Linked DNA regions of Gossypium hirsutum: all the other regions are linked to region 3. The links are chromatin contacts, called in public Hi-C maps. All regions are on one chromosome and are shown on one strand. The core of a region is the stretch at or near the end of the contact, and the rest is flanking DNA. Distances in the headings are between cores, read along the strand shown.

Region 1 (2,700 bases), core at 40-2,539, 330 kb before region 3:
AATACTCGTAATTTCAAGTACAAGATATTTTTGAATACCAAATTAATCTTGACGTTTGAAACAAAATTTGCATTTAGTAAAGTTATTAAGTAGTCTTAAATGAGTTACAAAAATATGAGATCAAAATAATACTACTATGTCTATACAAAATCAAGACCAGATGTACTTGCAACAAACTAAAACCTCTGCTTGTATGCTGCAACAGAGGCTTCATCAACTTTACTTTTACTATGTTCACAAAAAGCAATTTATTGTACAGATACAACGTGTGCACATAATATAGATCACTCCGTTCATTTTCATTAAGACACCAAGATCACACACACACACACACACATCTCCATTCCCTTCTTTGGACCACATATATATTTTACATTTACCAGGAAAACAGAAGTAGTTTCTAAAAATCCATAAATACAATTGCTACCGTAAATAATGACTAAATTTCCCTGTACAGTTGATTAAATAGCTAACCATGAAATGAAGCATAGCTGTTGACCAAAGCCAAGGCATTACTTGTCAAATGAGCGATTGTGACAATCTTGGATCTCACAGCAGTCTTTATACTGCCGTTCATGTTTTTCCCTCCAAACCCGTCGGCGCAGGTGTTCTCATCCGTCAAAGCAGCGCTAACCCATGTCTGTATATCGTTAATCATTAGTCCAAAATTGGAGCCTTTAATCTGACCCATCTCGCTGATTGACTTTCTCAGCTCATCTATCGTGTCCTCCAATTCCTCCACGCAATCTTGCATGGCGCCCACCTCTGTAGGCTTCAATCCTTGGCTTTTGGCAAGCTTCACCATCATGGCCGAGGTTGACTTGGCGGTTGAAAGGGTCACGTTTAGGGCTGCATGGGCGATGAGTTGGGGGCTTGTTTGGATCATGCTAGCCTGTGTTAAGAGAGATTCGTAACAAAGTTTAGGGTAAGTCGTTGAACTACAAGATGTTCTGATAAACTCAATGCTAGTTTTAGGGGCAATTTGCCTACCAGCTGAACTTATATTTATCAAGGAACTAAAGGCGACAAGAATGAGAAGGAATCCAAAAGAATTATAAGAGAATGTGCTTGCCATATCTCTTGCTCTTTATTTTTTCTATTTTTTGTTTTTTGTTTCCAAAGAAAAATGAGAGCAACTGGAATGATGAAAATGGTGGAGGCAAAGGCCAGCAATTTATAGGGAAAATGTTACCGCATGTGCATGTGCGTAATTCTCGCATACGTGATGTAATTGGTCCTAACTAGGCTTTAAGGGCCAAGCCTCATTGGAATAATTAGGGACAAGTTGTGTTCACGAGGTAACACAAATCGGGTTACAGTTGAAAACAATAAAATTGATACGATATGGCCCTTTGTCTTTTAGCTAGATATTTTAAAACAAACATGACAAAATTCTGTCGGCTGCGGTTGGATTTTTTAAATTTATCAAATTTCCTTGTATACTTTTTCAAAAAACTAAATCATTAAGCTTTGTTTTTTTTCTTTTACACTTGTATTTGAATATTTAAACTTTTAAAATATATAAAAAATTTAAACTTTTTAAAAAAATAAATAAGTCCCTACTTTTTTTATTTTACATTCAATTAGGTACTTAAATTTTTAAAATACATAAAAAAAAACTTTCAAACTTTTTTAAAAAAATAATTAAGTCCTTTTTTCACTCAATTGGGTATTTTAACTACTCCTAATTTTTTCAGATAAAGTCACCACATGTCACAACCTCAATAGGACATGTAACAAAAATGATAAAAATAAAAATCAATGAAAGTTTATAAAAATATTAAATTTTAATTAAAATATTTAAAAATTAGAATAATTAGAATAATTATAAAATCGTAAAAGAATTTATAAAGAATTTTAAAATTTTATAAAAGTTGTAAAAATTGTAAAATATATAGAAATATAGAAAAAAAATTATAAAATTTTATAAAGTCATAATAAAATTATAAAAAAATAAAGAAATATAAAATTGGAAAAAGACTTATAAAAATTACTGTACTAAAAAAGCATGTCATGCCGTGTTGCGATATATGATAACTTTAATTAAAAAAAACAAGAAGCTGTTATCTTTAACGGTTAAAGTTAATAGTTAAAAGTCTTTTTTATGCATTTTATAATTTTTATGGTATTTATAAAACAATCCTAATTTTTAATAAATTCTAAATATTTTTATTAAAATTAAATATTTTATAAATTTTTTTGATTTTTATTTTTTATAATTTTTTTGTCACATGCCACGCCATGGTTGTTACACAAGTGGCTTTGACTAAAAAAGATCAGGGGTAATTAAATTTAACGATCAACTGTTAAAGTTAATGGTTAAATGGTATTTTTGAAGCATTTAACAGTTCAAGTACCCAATTGGGTGAAAAAATTTAGGAGCTTAATTGCTTTTCTTAAAAAAGTTTGAAGGTATTTTTTATGCATTTTGAAAGATCAAATATACATTGTGTGCAAAAAAATAAAAAACAAAAAAATAGACTTAATTACTTTTTTAAAAAAATTAAACACTTTTTAAAGCCTTAAATCAATATTCTATTATGTTAAATATCTGAATTTACTATGTTGAAAATTTTTAAAACAACATATAAAAATTCAAATAGTGAAACTGATAAAACGAATTCCGATATTAAACCATTCATATGGAATATTCCCATTCTAAGTTACTACTGTTGAATATATATATTTTTTGTTGTTATC
Region 2 (2,700 bases), core at 89-2,588, 410 kb before region 3:
ACATAAGGAACACGATGAAGAAAAATGAAGTCTTTCTTCGATGTCGCGACATAGACTGAGGGTGTCGCGACATACCCCTGAAGATGGCTACACAGGAGCATACTAGTTGCTATGTCACGACATAGGTCCTGGTTTGTCGCGACATCGACTCTTAGACGAAAATTAAACACGAAGCAGGGTCACTTTGGTCTGCACAACCAAACTGAAAGCTCGAGAATATCAGCTAACCTAGGGTTAAGGACGACGAAAACCTGAAGGCTATAAATAAGCTCATTTGGCACATGTTATAGACACCTTTCCATTAACCTAGCTTCTCGTTTTAGATATAGTTTCGTTTTCTTTCTTTTTTAGGTTTTCTAGAGTTTAGGTTTTTTGACATGATTGGTTGTAATAATTGGGATCTCTGTTGGGTTGCAATTGCTTCACATTATAAGTATAGATTGAGCTTTAGCAAATAGAATTTTGAATCCATTGTTTGAATAAATCATTCATTGAATAAAATTTTGTGGAGTAAGATTGTCATTCAAACTACATTAACAAATCTCATGTGTCTTCTTTTTTGCTTTACTCACTTAAATATTGTTATTAATATGTTTTATTTAACATTAATTTGGACATTGAATTAGGAAGGTAAAAATTCTTTTAAAACCAATTAACAACAATTTTGTCCAGATCAACGATAGCCACTTTCAACCATTACAACAACGCTCGGGGTGAATTTGGATGGGCGGTGCGTTTACTTACAATTAGTGTAAAAATAGTTGTGGTGGTGAGAATAAACACTGTAGCGTGAGACAGAAAATAAACTAAATGCACTGCACTAAACCCACCGTTCATCCAAACCCACGCTCAATCGGTGAAGATAGTAGCAAATAGTAGAGGAATTTGTACGGCTAAGGAAAGAAAAGAAGATTTAGTGATTGAGGACCTATGATGCAAGGGGACTCCTCTTCTACACCAGTAATTTAATTCAATCTAGAAGTGTAAATTATTATCTTCATAAATTTAATTAATCTATGTTAAATAAAATCTATTAAGTAAAACTCTAATTATCCAAAAATATCTCTAATAAGAATCATAATAGAATAAAAAAAATCATAATATAGTTAAACACAACAGCACCAAATTCACCCCACCATCTTTTTGTTAACCAAGTTATCTAAGGGCTAGTTACAAGATTAGTCCCACATTAATTATTGAAGATCCAATTTAATACTAAAATCAAAATTCAATTTAGTTTAAAAATTATATTCATAAAAAAAACTAAAAATCTAAAATATATGTTTTTATCAACTCCAAAATCAGATTTTAAGCCCAAAAAGCCGATTTAATAGCCCACTCTCAATGGAAAAAGGGCAGGGTGTAGTAGCAGAAAAACCCTGCGAGTAACGAGCCCAGGGTTTTAAACTAACACAACCGGAGCCGAAGCGCTTTTTGTTCGTTCGGCCTCAGCGCTCTACTTCAACTTCTTCCTATTTCTTTCTGCAGTTTCTTTGGGCCAATCATACTAAGAAAACGGGACATTTTTGTCTTCCAAAAGTTTCTGTTATGCCTACTTGTTCCTTCTTCTTACTAGTGCTTTAAACAAAACTCGCATACACCGTTTCTAAACATGACGAATAAGAGAGTTCTTTCACGTCCCCTCTTCTTCAAAACCAGAAGAGCAGTAACAACCTCAGCTGCTCTTCCATTAGACCCCTCCTACGCCACCATTTCATCCATCCCCGCCGACCATTTTTCCCTTTGCCTCTCCTTCTCTGAGCAACTCATTAATCGTGGCTTACTATCCTCTGCTCGGAAACTCTTTCAGCGCGTCGTTTCTAACTCTTCTCCTGTCTCTGATGCATTATCAACCGTTGATTTCGTCACTTCCCGTGGCTTGGACCTTGATTTATCCACATACGCTGTTCTCATTAAGAAGCTTGTGCAATCAGGGCATCTCCTGTTGGCCTACTCTTTTTACTCAGATTATATTATTGGTAGAGGTATTATTCCCGACTCCTCTATTGCTAATTCTATAGTCATTTGTTTGTGTAAGTTAGGGAAGTTAGAGGAAGCTACAATTCTTTTTGATCGGCTTGTAACGGACAATTCTTGTGAAAAGCCTGCCTTTAATGCTCTCGTTAGGCTGCTATGCTCGCAAGAAAGATTTTTGGATGCATTTGATTACTTTATTAAAATGATTAATATTAATGTTAATTTGGGTTGCTGGTATTATAATGTGTTGATTGATGGACTATGTCAGAAAGGGTATTTGGAAGAAGCGATTCAAATGTTTGATTTAATGCCTGAAAGAACAGAATCGTTACCTACGCTTCATTTGTACAAGTCTTTGTTTTATGGTCTTTGCAGACAAGGGTGGGTTGTGGAGGCTGAGTCTTTGTTTGGAAAAATAGAGTCGCAGGGTTTCTTTGTGGACAAGACGATGTACACTTCATTGATAAATGTATACTGTAAGGGTACGAAGATGAAAATGGCCCTGAGAGTTTACTATAGGATGCTCAAGACAGGTTGTAGGCCGGATAGTTATACTTATAACACATTGATCCATGGGTTTGTTAAGATGGGTTTGTTTGATTACGGTTGGGTGTTATTCAACCAGATGATGGGACAGGGACTGCAGCCAAGTGTGGTCACTTTTCACGTTATGATAAGTAATTATTGCAGGGAAGGGAAGGTGGATTGTGCTTCTATGCTTCT
Region 3 (2,700 bases), core at 73-2,572:
ATCTTTTTAATTTCTTCATTATTTTACTTGTTCATTGCTTAAACTAGGTTTGTCTCCAACAATTAAATATATATTAATATAAACATCATTTTAAATTGATATAATAGAAATATTAAATTGATTCAAAATTTTACATGCATGACCAATACAAACATATTGTCAAATTCAAGGACTGAATTGATAAAATATTAATAATATAAAAATTTAAAAAATACATAAAATCACTTAAATTTTGCACTAATTTAATTGAATTTCTTTCCATATTTTTATATTTATATTAATAAAATTTTGCTCATACCCCGTTTTATCTACCGTTTATTTATTTACTTTTTTAGAATATTATCCACTATTTTATTTAATTTTTTGTAAAATAGATCTACTATTTATTGGAGATAAAGAAAGGGGGGATTTGTAGACCACTGAAGTTTTAGGGGAAAGTTGAGAACCTGAATCAGAGACGTGGCACGATAAGGGCTGGGGTTGTCTTTGTAGGTTTGGGTGGGTTGTCTTATCATGGATCTTTCATGTCCTCAGTCAATCTAAACCATAATATTTGTTTGGTCAAAAAGACCATATTCCTAGCCCTGTTCTAAGCATTACCCCAACCCTAAACCTTCAAGGAAAACACACTCCTTTGAACTATTTGACGGGTCCTTGTATTGAAGGGCCTTAGAGTTAGGAGTCAGTAATTTAATGTTCTCTAGCATTTGGTTTAAATAATTGGATTAAATCTCAAAATTATAAGTAAATTTTAGTTTAATATATAATTTTATATAAATTTTAATTTTATGTAATTTTATATATAATATTTTAATTTAATTTAATTCTTATAAATTATTAATATAATTATTGGTAAAACATCATATTATGTTTATATATAGCATACACAAATAATTATATTTATCCAATATTAAAATACTTTAATGTATTTATTTATTTAAATGTGTATAATTGAATCAAAATGAAAATTTTATTTATATATTTGAACCACATTCAAAGTTTCACATATATAATCGCACTAAATTAAAATTTATGTATAATTTTATTTTTTAAAATTTATAGAGGTAATTTAACCAAATATGAACATTTGAAAGTGGAATAAGCACTATTATTTAGGTTTAATACTTGAATTTCATACAGTTTTCTGATAATTTTATATATACTTACATTTAATAAAAATTAATACATTTTTTTATTTAAAAAAAAAACCTGTAAACTTATTGAAATATAGTAGTATAGAACTTCAAGATAGGAAGCCCAATTTTTAGGCCTAAAGAAGTAATAGTGATTTGTGGGGATGGGATGATGGGCCTGCTGGGTAGTAAGTGAGCATAGGAAGAGGAAATTTCAATAGTACCCCGAGAGAGCGAGCGAGGGAGCAGTGGATATGGCAGAGGAAGCAGAAGTGGATAAAACAACTCCTCATATTAGCCTTTCTTTTTAGTCCGTCCATTTCACAAACCCTCATCCTCAAAGCCACAGAGGAATAAGATAACACAAACCCAAATCTCTTTTACCTTCTCTTCTTCATTTTCCAAAGCCAAAGGCCAATACCCTCCTTTCCTCTCTTCTCCCCTCCTCTACAAGGAAATGGCAATTTCATCAACAGCAGCAGCCACTGCCGCTTCTTCTAAGCTTAGATACCCACACGCCTCCCCTTTCCCAACTCACTCCTCAACCACCACCTCTGCCTTTTTCTCCTCAATTCCCTCTAAACTAACCCCTACCCACCTCTCCTCTTCCTTCCTCCCTCCTTTCCTCACTACCGTTGCCACCACTTACGTATTCCCTCGCCGTCGCGATTCTTTCACCGTCAAAGCTGCCCGTGGGAAATTCGAACGCAAAAAGCCCCACGTTAACATCGGGACCATCGGCCATGTCGACCACGGCAAAACCACCTTAACTGCCGCTCTAACTATGGCCTTAGCTTCCATGGGTAACAGTGCCCCAAAAAAGTACGACGAAATTGATGCCGCCCCTGAAGAGCGTGCCCGTGGCATCACCATTAACACCGCCACTGTTGAATACGAAACCGAAAATCGCCATTACGCCCACGTCGACTGCCCAGGGCACGCTGATTATGTCAAAAACATGATTACCGGAGCTGCCCAAATGGACGGTGCTATCTTGGTTGTTTCCGGAGCCGATGGACCCATGCCTCAGACTAAAGAACATATCTTGTTGGCTAAACAGGTCGGTGTCCCTAACGTGGTTGTGTTTTTGAACAAACAAGACCAGGTAGATGATGAAGAGCTTTTGCAATTAGTGGAATTGGAGGTGCGTGAATTGCTCTCTAGTTACGAATTTCCCGGTGATGATGTCCCTATTATTTCTGGCTCCGCACTTTTAGCTTTAGAAGCTTTGATGGCTAAGCCCAGTATTCCTAGAGGTGAAAACCAATGGGTGGATAAGATTTATGAACTTATGGATGCTGTTGATAGTTACATTCCTGTTCCTCAAAGACAAACAGATTTGCCTTTCTTGTTAGCTGTTGAGGATGTGTTTTCCATCACTGGTCGTGGTACTGTTGCCACTGGTCGTATCGAGAGAGGTACTGTTAAGGTTGGAGAGACTGTTGACATTGTTGGATTGAAGGATACAAGGAACGTCACAGTTACTGGTGTGGAAATGTTTCAAAAGACATTAGATGACGCCATGGCTGGTGATAATGTTGGGTTGTTACTTAGAGGTGTTCAAAAG

Evidence for each region. Hi-C and Micro-C count contacts between places; a contact is called where the count stands out from the background.
Region 1: a contact with region 3 is called in a Hi-C map of leaf, with 2.3 times the contacts expected there. The contact joins the promoter of LOC107886165 here to the promoter of LOC107886217 in region 3. A contact is called at or near these places in 5 of 34 Hi-C or Micro-C datasets (leaf and petal).
Region 2: a contact with region 3 is called in a Hi-C map of leaf, with 4 times the contacts expected there. The contact joins the promoter of LOC107886167 here to the promoter of LOC107886217 in region 3. A contact is called at or near these places in 7 of 34 Hi-C or Micro-C datasets (anther, callus, leaf and 2 more).

The regions. Positions count from the first base shown.
Region 1 is chrA03:14,420,057-14,422,756 of Gossypium_hirsutum_v2.1, reverse strand. LOC107886165 (21 kDa protein) reads right to left here and starts at 1,289. Exons shown (of 1, transcript XM_016810013.2): 1 at 164-1,289. The coding sequence starts at 1,075. The coding sequence ends at 470.
Region 2 is chrA03:14,504,238-14,506,937 of Gossypium_hirsutum_v2.1, reverse strand. It overlaps LOC107886167 (pentatricopeptide repeat-containing protein At5g62370), which reads left to right and starts at 1,338. Exons shown (of 5, transcript XM_016810015.2): 1 at 1,338-2,700. The coding sequence starts at 1,613.
Region 3 is chrA03:14,093,222-14,095,921 of Gossypium_hirsutum_v2.1, reverse strand. It overlaps LOC107886217 (elongation factor Tu, chloroplastic), which reads left to right and starts at 1,322. Exons shown (of 1, transcript XM_016810086.2): 1 at 1,322-2,700. The coding sequence starts at 1,591.